Regions from separate parts of the Sus scrofa genome. Here region 2 is linked to region 1. Evidence: chromatin contacts called from public HiChIP or PLAC-seq data. All regions are on one chromosome and are shown on one strand. Each heading gives the region's core, a stretch centred on a gene start, on an enhancer-like site or on the middle of the called end of the contact. The rest is flanking DNA. Distances are from core to core; before and after follow the strand shown. Region 1 overlaps SASS6 (spindle assembly abnormal protein 6 homolog). Region 2 holds the start of MFSD14A (hippocampus abundant transcript 1 protein).

Region 1 (5,094 bases), core at 1,247-3,746:
GTTGACAACTATCCAATAGTGAATAGCATTCTCTTAAGAAACCTCTATGTCAGTTTTTATTTGCAGAGATTGCTAATGCTCATGTGCTCTTTTAAGGAGTTATTCTCAAGGATTGAATTACACAGATGAGGAATGAGACATTTCAATATATCAGTGACATACCATTGTTACTGGCTTCCATGGTAAGACAAAGAATGTTTGCTAATTTTTTCTTATGAAGCCACAGTATTGAGTCTTAGGATACTTTGGAACTCCTCTGGCAACTTGTAAGCTATCTTAATCTAAAAAAATTAACAACCATTATTAGGAAGTGACTTTTTATGTAGTTGTCATTTAGATGTACTGTATTAGTAAGAATACTCAGTTATAGTTAACTTGAAAGCACTGGTACTCTGGAGTTTTTGAAACTTCTTGGCAATACTGGAATCATTCTTGTAAATAATATGTACTGTACGTACTATAAAACATTGTGACAAGGGTTTGGATAGGATACATGATACAGGTAGCTCTTCTTTAAAAATATAGATATCCTGGAGTTCCTGTTGTGGCTCAGCAGTTAACAAACCCGAGTAGCATCCAAAGGACGCGGGTTTGATCCCTGGCCTCGCTCAGTGAGTTAAGGATCTGGTATTGCCGTGAGCTGTGGTGTAGGGTCGCAGATGCGGCTCAGATCCCAAATTGCTGTGGCTGTGGCATAGGCCGGCCCTCCAATTCCACCCCTAGCCTGGGAACCTCCATATGGCTCGAGTGTGGCCCTAAAGAGACAAAAAAATCCCCGAGATATCCTTTTCCATATCAATACATAGAAAATTGGGAGCATTTCCAAAAGATAAAGATATTTTTGTATTAAATGTATATATACAGACTTTTGAGTGTGCTATTTGCTCTACCTCTTAAAACTTTTATTTGATACTGTTTTGCTGTGTACAATTGTATATGTGTTAATAATCAAAATGTTACATTTTGTATTTCTGTAAACTGTGAGCTTTGTTAATAAAGTATTAATATTTGGGGGGAGTATAACATGTAAACAGCATATAAAAACAGAAACAGGACTGACCTACAACACCTATGCTTAGAAAATTTGTTTTTGTCTTCCTACAAAGTATTTTATTAAATGAGGGAAATGAAATGGATTCAAAAGAAGGTATAATGCTTTGATTTGTTACTGTACACATGATAACGGTAACAAATAAAGCCAAATCAACCTTATAAGGGAATCAAAGATCAAGACTTTCTTTTTAAAAAAATCATTAAAATATTTTAATTTTATTAACAGAATATTTACATTTCTTTTAAGACCTTATTTAACCATAGTGAATGTTCCAAGTTTAAAAAGCATTAAGCAATAACCACACACAAGATGAAAACAGTGTAAACTATACAATACTTTATGTACAATTTTTACAAAGTAACACTTTTTTAAATAATATAACTGGACACAAAAATATACACTTTAGAGAAATTCACATCAGTAATTGTATAAAGCTCTCTTCTAGGGTCCTGAAAATTTAGGACAAACATTAGCTCTGTAAATAAAGTGTTACTGTGACAGTCCTGAAAGGCCACTATATATATTTATCTACATATAGATATCACATTGACATTTTCAAGGCTACCAGCTTTACTATATAATTTTTAGATTATGTATTCAAGTGTTGAGGTTTTTTTATGATTATGCAAACATTAAAAGTATAGTGGTATAAGTAGCTGGGGAACAAATTCGAGCCAGCAGTTAGATTTACAGGCTCCAAACACCCCAGTTTAAATTCTAAATGGCTGATATTTTCTCATTTCAAAAACAGTAGTGAATAATGTTTAAAATAAAATGACTACAAACAAGCTTGAAACATGATTCAGATTTAGTTATACTCTTTTAAGAGTTTTGTTTTTTAAATGCAAACAATTTGTTTACCATTTCTTTACTTTAGTGCATCTGCATTAAGGCTTTGAATTATTTGACCCAAGATTTTACAATATTAAAATCTGACTCAAGATTTTACAATGTTAAAATGAATAGGTCCACACCATACTACCTACTCTGTCTCACTGCGAGTCAGCATAAATAGAGTTAAAGCTCAACACCTGAAGGAAATGGTAGCAGAGACGTTGCTAGTATCTAGGAAGTTACATATATAGTTTTTAATTTTAATTAAAGGATGTATAATAAAAGAAACAGCTTAGTGGCAAGAAACTGGTGCTAATAAACAAAAGGTTTCTTTTCAAAAGAAATTGTAACATCTTTGGAAAACTGTCCGGTTCTGTCTTTAGTTCCCACGGAGTTCATGCAGATACATTTCTTTAGGGCAACCTCAGAGAACATTGCGGATGGAAATGGAATGTAGGTCCAGAACTGCAGGTGAAACTAAGACCTGGGTGCTGAGAGAAGTCTTCCTGATTGCGGTGTCACACATTTGTGTCCTGGAGTAAAGGTTCTTTGGCCTCTCCTGGCGCTTGTGTACTATGAGGATGGCTGTGACTGCCACAGTGCTTTCTCCAGCTGCTCGACCTTAAGCTTAAATTGGTATGTTCCGGAATAAACAAGGCAACAAGCAGAGCCAGCAGTACTGAACAGGCTCCAAAAAGGAAGGGGGGCCAGGGATGATGGAATTCTGAGGAAGAGAACAATAATTAGGATCTCTGCACAGACGTCCTTGCTCATGAGAAGTCACTGCTTATCTTTTAGTGATAGCATTCATACTTTTTTTTTTTTTTTTGGTCTTTTTAGGGCCACACCCATGGCATACGGAGGTTTCCAGGCTAGGGGTCAAACTGAAACTGCAGCTGCCGGTCTACACCATAGCCACAGCAACACCGGATCCTTAACCCACTGAGCGAGGCCAGGGATCAAACCAGCATCCTCCTGGACACTAATCAGATTTGTTTCCACTGTGCCACAAAATGGGAACTCCCACTATCATACTTCCAATACAAAATTCTGGGGGATTACAGCTGACCCAAGAAACAGCCAAAAGATGTTCTTAAATAGAACACGCAGAAATATACTGTCACTTGCAGCACAAGATCTGAACATATTCTATGACCCTTAATTTTTTTAGGTCAAGAGGAAAACTGCTATCAATAGTAAAATCAAGTAGCATACAGTATAGTATGCTTAAGTACAAGTAGCAGAAACAATGATCATTTTCTTTGTTTAAAAGGTAACTATATTGTCTAGTGACTGGAAAAACAAAACAAAACCACCAATAATGCTGTTGCCATGAAAACAATCAGTCTCTTGTTCTAGCCCCAAGTTACATTCATTCTTAGCAAAAACTTGCGCTGCCAGTTTGCCCTGTGTAGAGCCCACACGCAAACATTCTTTTTTATTTAAAAGTAGTCCTAGCTGGCTAGAAGAGTAGTGTAGAACCCTGCCAAATACAAGGAAGCTCCTGAGTTGTCTGTATTGGCTAAAATGAGGAAGTTCTGCAATGAACGTTTTCAGCTGGTGAGGAAGGAGGGGGGTGGGTGGAGCAGGTGAATGGCCTACAGAAGGCAGACCTAATGCAGGGAATTCTAGCATTCCGGAAGTCTCAATGAAAGACAAGCAGGAGTGCAGGCAAACGGCTGTTCCCTGTGCCATCTGGTATAATACGCCAATCGAGAACACGTAATTTAATCATGCAGGGAAAAAAGGAAAGCACAGCCAGTTTTACAAAGAAGTTTGTATATAGGAGGACCTAAGTCTCTTAGGCTTTGGTTTTAAAGTGTTTTTATTCCATCTAAAATTATAAGAATCTCAAAAAGCTTTAATGACTAAAAACATCTTTCAATCCGGCCAAACGAACTCTGTTTTTTATAATTACCTGTTCAAAGTGGTGCTGTGGGCTTGTGTTTGTTCCCAAGTCTGTTCCTGTCATTGGCAGTTCTTTAAGTTCCACATGGAATATGTAGAAAATGAATCCATAAAGAGCTGGTCCCAGACCATTGCATAATCCTCGAATTCCTGTTATCATTCCTTGAACAACACCTGTATTGTTGAAACATTATTTAGTGTACCGTTAATTTCCCTACCCAACAACTGATAGAAACATGAAGTCATTTATTCCAAAACCAAAGCTTTTATCAGACTCTAGCAACTCACTGCAATGGCATCAAACATCATTTAGAAGCAATCAGCTCTACAAAGTATACGGTGAGCTACTGGATACAAAAGTAAGCTCAGCTCTACCCAGACACAGGTCTAACAGAGAAACAAGTGAGCAAGGTCACATTATTTCCTTTAAAACATCTGGGCTAAGATCGGGCATGAGTTCATAAGCACAATTGTTAAAAACTCTGTCCCCAGGCGGCTACTTTGTTTAGTCAACTGTAGCTCCTTTTTATAGGGTTTGATTTTTTTTTTTTTTTTAAATCTCTGGGATCTTCTCCCAAATTTAAAATTCAACTTGCTTTTGGACACAGGCCTTTCCTTTTTTATCCATCACGTAACAATTGCCACTCTTAACACCCCCTTTTTTCCTTATGACTTCAAAACCTTTTTGAATAATTAATAGGCTTTTCAAATAATTATTCCTCACCTGTTAGCACTTTCAGAATTAAGCGTTCCTACCACAAGACAATAAAAAATCAATGTTCTGTATGTCTTTAGATAACTGAGACATACAAGTTAATGAAAGGCTTGTCTGTGAGCACGTCACAGCCTACATGATATAAATACATGGTTCGTGGACATAGGAGGCCAGCCTTCATCATTAAGGTTTCTATAGGCCACACAGTCACAGCGACGGATAAGCAGCATATATCCACCTACAGTTAGTACGTAGAATCTGCTTTTTCTCTTTACAATGAAAGCAATTTACAATTCTCTACCCCGAAGAGAGCTTATGTTTCAGTACTCAGCAAAGAGAAAGAACATAGAATCAATATTCCGTCCTTTTAAAGAATTACCATTGGTTCTTATCAACTTGCCTTGTTGATCAGCATCAGCAGTTCGTGAAACAAGTGCACTGACAGCCGGAAAGGTAATGCTAGACATGGCTGCCACTGCCCCGGCAGCCCACATCATCCTGCAATCAAAAGCAGCAAAACGGAAACGGTATATTCTTCTCTACTGTACAAAGTCAAAATACATATTTATCTTTTTTCTTTGGT
Region 2 (5,094 bases), core at 696-3,195, 40 kb after region 1:
CCAAAAGCAAGCTATGAATTCACCACAACTTTAATAAATCACAAGATAAAAAAAAAGTTAAAATAACCTCTTCCAAATCTCACAGGATTTAACTGCTATAAAGCTAATAAAACAGAAACAACAACCTCCAGAGACAGAAATAAAACTGAACTTAACAAGGAAACCGGAAGGTGTGTTTCTTGATCACAGATTCATTCTTATCTCTTGTAAAAGATACTGATCTTAAGTATCACTTGCTTTTACAAAATACAATCCTTTGCCGATTCTATTTTGTGGGTTTTTATGAAGAATGAAAAATATCAAGTCCCTATGACTGACAAAGGCAATCAGTATTCTTTCATGCTATTTCTTTCCTCACATAGTAGTTCTGACCAACTTGGTCAAAAGAGCCATGACAATTCACAGTTGATTTAATCAAAGTAATGTTTTAATTAATCAAATACAACAAAATTTGAGGACTTGAATTTCAAAGCTTCTTTTTTCACTAAATGTCAAAGTTATGACATCTATACATTTGACAGTTAAGTAAAAGTATATGCTGAAATTGTTCCATATGTCCCAAGTTTTCTAAATTTTAGCAGACTGACTGGGACATATTCTGAAATGTCGAAAGAAAGTTGTTCTTCATTTCAAATGAATACAGCAAAGCCTCACATATTTAGCCCTGTGCTAGTAGTTGAGGGCTCCAACAAAATATAAGCAAATATGGGGGGAAAAGGAACCATTTCTGCCTATTTCTCGGAGAAGTGACATATGCATTTCACTTTTCCATTCTATTTCAGAACATGATATCAAAGAAGGCAACAAAGACTAGAGAGCGTAGCAATGGAGAATTTTCAGCATAAAAAAAGTACAGGCGCGTTATTTTCAATTAAGAGGCCTACGTCCCCTGCTGGTTAACGACACCACGATGCATAAAGTTTACTGTGACGACAACTGTTTCTAAAAAGCACAAATTTTGTCTCGCCCTCAATCGGTCTTCCAATCCTCAGGCCACAACTCCATCTAGTCTTTTTTGTTTTAAAATACACCAGGTGATTTCTGAAGCCCGGGGGTGAGGACTGGCCTGTGAAAACCAGCAGATTCAGGTCTAGGCCCAGGTGTCCTCTGTCCCGCTCCTGCTGCGGGAAGTCAGGGGGAAGCCCACCTTCCGACGGTGTTTACCGTACAGCAGGCAGCGAAGGGCAGGAGCACCGACCCAGGACCGGGAAGGAGAGAGCGAGCGCACGACCCGGCCCCGCCGGGGTCGCCGCGCCAGATGCCACCCCGTTAGCAGCATATGGGAGGGCAGGGACTGCCCCCGGCCGCGGGGCCTGGACGGCGGGGGGGAGGGGGCGGCACCAGCACCGCCCCGGCGACACGGTGGGCCGGCCGGCGACGGAGCCCGGCGTCGATCCCTGCCCGCGGAGGAGGAGCGCGGGGGGCTCGGGGCCGCAGGGCCTCCGGGGGCGACGGCGGAGAGGGCGGCAGGTGCGGGAGAGGCGAGCGGCTTCACCATCCGAGAGGACCGGCCCGGAGGCCGCAGGCCGGCGAGGAGAGGAAAGCCCCCGGAGCAGAGGCACGGGGGCCCGGGAGCCCGAGACAGCGGCACCGCGGGAGGGTAGGGAGGGCGGAGGGCACCCAGGGGCGGCCGCAGGGGGCAGCGCGGGGGCAGAGAGAGATCCGGGCCCCGCAAGACCCTCCCCGGCGCGGTACCCCCGGCTCACCGTGCCTCCGTCCTTAATGATGATCTTCTTGGCCAGCATGATACTGCGGTTCGCGGCCCGTTTCTTCTTCTTCCCCTGGGTCATTTTACCATCCTCGACTCCTGGCGCTGCTGCAGCCACTCCCGGGGCGGCCGGCCCCAGCGGCGAGTGCCGTCCCGCCACTACTGCCGGGCCGAGCCGCTCGGGGCGCCCGCCGCCATCTTGAGGGCCCGGCCTGCCTCCGGCGGCGCGTCACATCGTGCGATCGGCCGACGAGCCCGCCCCGCCCACGTGACGCCGCCCCGCCCACGTGACGCCGCTCCGCCCGCTCGGCCGCCGGGGGGCGGCGCGCGCCTATGCGATCCCGGGCGGAGCGAGCCGCTCACCAGCTCGCTGGATCCTCGCAGCCGCCCGGGCGCTGGGGCCCGCGGAAGTTCCCCGTAACGGAGGAGGAATTGGACATTTCTAAAAGTTACCTGCTCCTGGAAAGAGCCGAGAAACGGTTGCACTGGAATTTTAACCAGACGAGTAGACTCTCTGGGCCGTCCACAGCTGTGTTCTAACCGAGACCAGAGCCGAAGGAAACGGTTCAGAGTTTCCCAGAAATAAGCTGAGTTTTCATAAACAATTTTTTGTCTTTCTGGTGCTGGGGGCGGGAGCGGCCTAGAGCTCAACCGAAGCACCTTTTCTTTATTCTCCGCTGATAGAAACTTACATAACCGGAGTCCCCGTCTGGGCTCAGTGGAAATGAATCTGACAAGTATCCATGAGGACGCAGGTTCAATACCTGGCCCCACTCAGTGGGTTAAGGCTCAGCGTTGCTGTGAGCTGCCGTGTAGACCAGAAGCTACAGCGCCAATTTGACCCCTAGTCTGAAAACCTCCATACGCTGCAGGTGCGGCCCTAAAAGAGAAAAACAAAACCTTACATAACCTAAGTCACACTTTGTAGCCCGCTGCCTGTATTGTTTAACAATCAATTTTGTAGAGTTCCTATCATGGCTCAGTGGTTAATGAATCCGACTAGGAACCATGAGGTTGCGGGTTCCATCCCTGGCCTCGCTCAGTGGGTTAAGGATCCGAAATTGCCGTGGGCTGTGGTGTAGGTCGCAGACGTGGCTCGGATCCCGCGTTGCTGTGGCTGTGGTGTAGGCTGGCAGCTACAGCTCTGATTAGACTCCTACCCTGGGAACCTCCATATGCTGTGGGTGTGGCCCAAAAAAGACAAAAAAAAAAAAAAAAAGGAATGTCAGAAGGGGCCCTAAAAAGCAAAAAAAAAAAAAAAAAAAAGACTATCCTTTTCCTGAAGGAATATAAGCCTTTAGGAGAGAAGGGATGTGGAGCTTGCTACCTGCTCTGAAATAGTTAGGAAATAAGTATGTGAGGAAAGGGTAAGAGAATGATGAAGCAGAACGGAAAGATGTTGAAAAAAAAAATAGTAAATTTGGGTATGGTGGTTTTAAGATATGTTCACAAGTTGAGTGATATTCTTTTCTAGAAGAGGTGGAGTCTAATTCCTCGTGAGGGTGGGCTGGGGTTAGTGACTGTTATCTAACAGGATATGATGGAAGTGACAGCGCTGACTTCATAGTGTAGGTCATAGAAAGTACTCCATCCTCCCACTGGCTCTGTCTTCCTCATTTCTCAGGGCCCAAGCCTAGTGGAAACCAGCCACCAAGACACGAGGACACTTAGGCAGCCTGTGGGGAGGTCCTGTGTCCAGGAACGGAGGCCTCTTACCAGCAAATACGTGAGTGAGTGGTGCTGGAAGCCAGTCCTCCAGTCCTGGTCAGGCCTTTGGCTGACAGCAGCACCTGCCAGCAACCTGCCTGCAACTGCAGGAGAACTTGATCTAGGACTACTACCCAAGTTGGCCACTCCTGGTTTCCTGACTCTCCGAAACTGTAAGATAAAAGTAGTTGTTTTAAGCCACTAAGCATGGGGGTCATTTGGCACACAGCTATAGATAACTAACACACAGGGTAAAGAGAATATCTTCTTTGGATTATTATTACAATTTTTCTGTAAGTTTAGAGTTATTTCAAAATAAAATTGGATTGATTTTCTTTTTTCTATTTCCATAACTGACTAGAAATAGAAAACAAACCGATTTCCGTGGAAGGGAGAAGAAAGGGATTTTAGCCTCATACTTCAAATTATGTTTTTCCATCAATAAGTAAATTCAACATTTGTTTAAAAATATTCTCTTACTGAAAATATTTACTTGAACTCCAACTCGAAGCTTTTTAGAGAAAGTACGATGAGATAGATTTCATAGCTAAATCCCCAGGAGCTTGTTTTGGGTGGATGGAGAGGGCTGGTAAGATCATTTATTGTGTGGTTACTGTTGACTTTTTTCAAAATCATACTTCATCTAGATGCACTGGTTTTATCATCCTTAAGAACTGATCATTGTTCAGTCATTCAAAAAAATATTGAAAGCCTCTAAATGTTTGTCACTGTTTTACTAGACACTAGACACTGGAGATAGATCAGTAAATGATATGGTATTTATCTACATAGAGCTTAATAATACTGGAGGACAGAGTTATAAAACAAACACAAAAGGAAGATAATTGTAGGTTGTGGTAAGTGCTGTTGGAAAAAAGGTAGTAAGGGAAATTTAAGACCTAGTGAAGGTACAGAATGCCCCAGGCATTGTGCTAGAAGAGCTGTCATAGTAAACAGGAGAGGTAAGTCCTGTTCTCACAGACAAGTCTTGTTCTCATTGCGCATATTCTTGTGGCTTTATATGTGATTTGGGGTTGGGTTGGGAAGATTCAGAGGCTTTACATTAAGAGGTTGATCTCTCTTGTGATGCAGCAGATTAAAGATCCAGCATTGTCACTGCAGTGGCTTGGGTAGCCGCTGTGGTACTGGTTCAGTCCTTGAGCCAGGAACTTCCACATGCAGCAGGCATGGCCAAAAAAGAAAGAGGTTGACATGTCAATTAGGGTTCTTTGGTTATAGTCAAGAGAAACTAGCATTGGTTAACATAAACAAAAGGGATTGATTGGGAAGAATATTGAGAGTTCCCAAAATTAATGAGAAGGCTGAGGATCGAGCTTGAAAACAGGCAAGAACCAATGTTTGGAAAGTTCATGAGACCACTTCATTCGGAAGCTTGGAAGGGAAAGAAATCCCTGGAAGAGAAGGCCAAGTGGCTGAAGCTAAATATTTCTAAAGAATTAAGATATTGAAGCTAAATGTTTCTAAAGAATTAAGAGAAGGCCAAGTGGCTGAAGCTAAATATTTCTAAAGAATCTGAACCTCTAAATGGTCCATTTATTAAAGAACCTGTACTTCACTGTACGAACAGAAGAGGGCCTTCCGTAACTATGAAGCTGTTACCGACATTCCTTCACCCTGCCCTTCCATAGAACCACCTGTTCTTGCTGATCTAGAGAAAA

What was found. HiChIP or PLAC-seq counts read pairs in DNA pulled down with a chosen protein or histone mark.
Region 2: a contact with region 1 is called in an H3K27ac HiChIP or PLAC-seq map of skeletal muscle. The contact joins the promoter of MFSD14A here to the enhancer-like site in region 1. A contact is called at or near these places in 6 of 47 Hi-C or Micro-C datasets (heart right ventricle, liver and skeletal muscle) and 2 of 2 datasets of contacts at active chromatin or transcription factors (alveolar macrophages and skeletal muscle).

The regions. Positions count from the first base shown.
Region 1 is chr4:118,047,860-118,052,953 of Sscrofa11.1, forward strand. It overlaps SASS6 (spindle assembly abnormal protein 6 homolog), which reads left to right. Exons shown (of 17, transcript XM_021090148.1): 17 at 1-1,270. It overlaps MFSD14A (hippocampus abundant transcript 1 protein), which reads right to left. Exons shown (of 13, transcript XM_013997351.2): 10 at 4,912-5,009; 11 at 3,807-3,970; 12 at 2,600-2,612; 13 at 1,235-2,597. The coding sequence ends at 2,407. Among named protein-coding and RNA genes, the nearest start is that of MFSD14A, 40 kb to the right of the region's middle. Within about 2 kb of position 2,497, at least 20 of the 83 cell types and tissues checked have an H3K27ac peak or open chromatin away from gene starts, as enhancers often do. A contact at or near this core is called in alveolar macrophages, liver and skeletal muscle, where this site is marked.
Region 2 is chr4:118,088,429-118,093,522 of Sscrofa11.1, forward strand. MFSD14A (hippocampus abundant transcript 1 protein) reads right to left here and starts at 1,946. Exons shown (of 13, transcript XM_013997351.2): 1 at 1,707-1,946. The coding sequence starts at 1,790.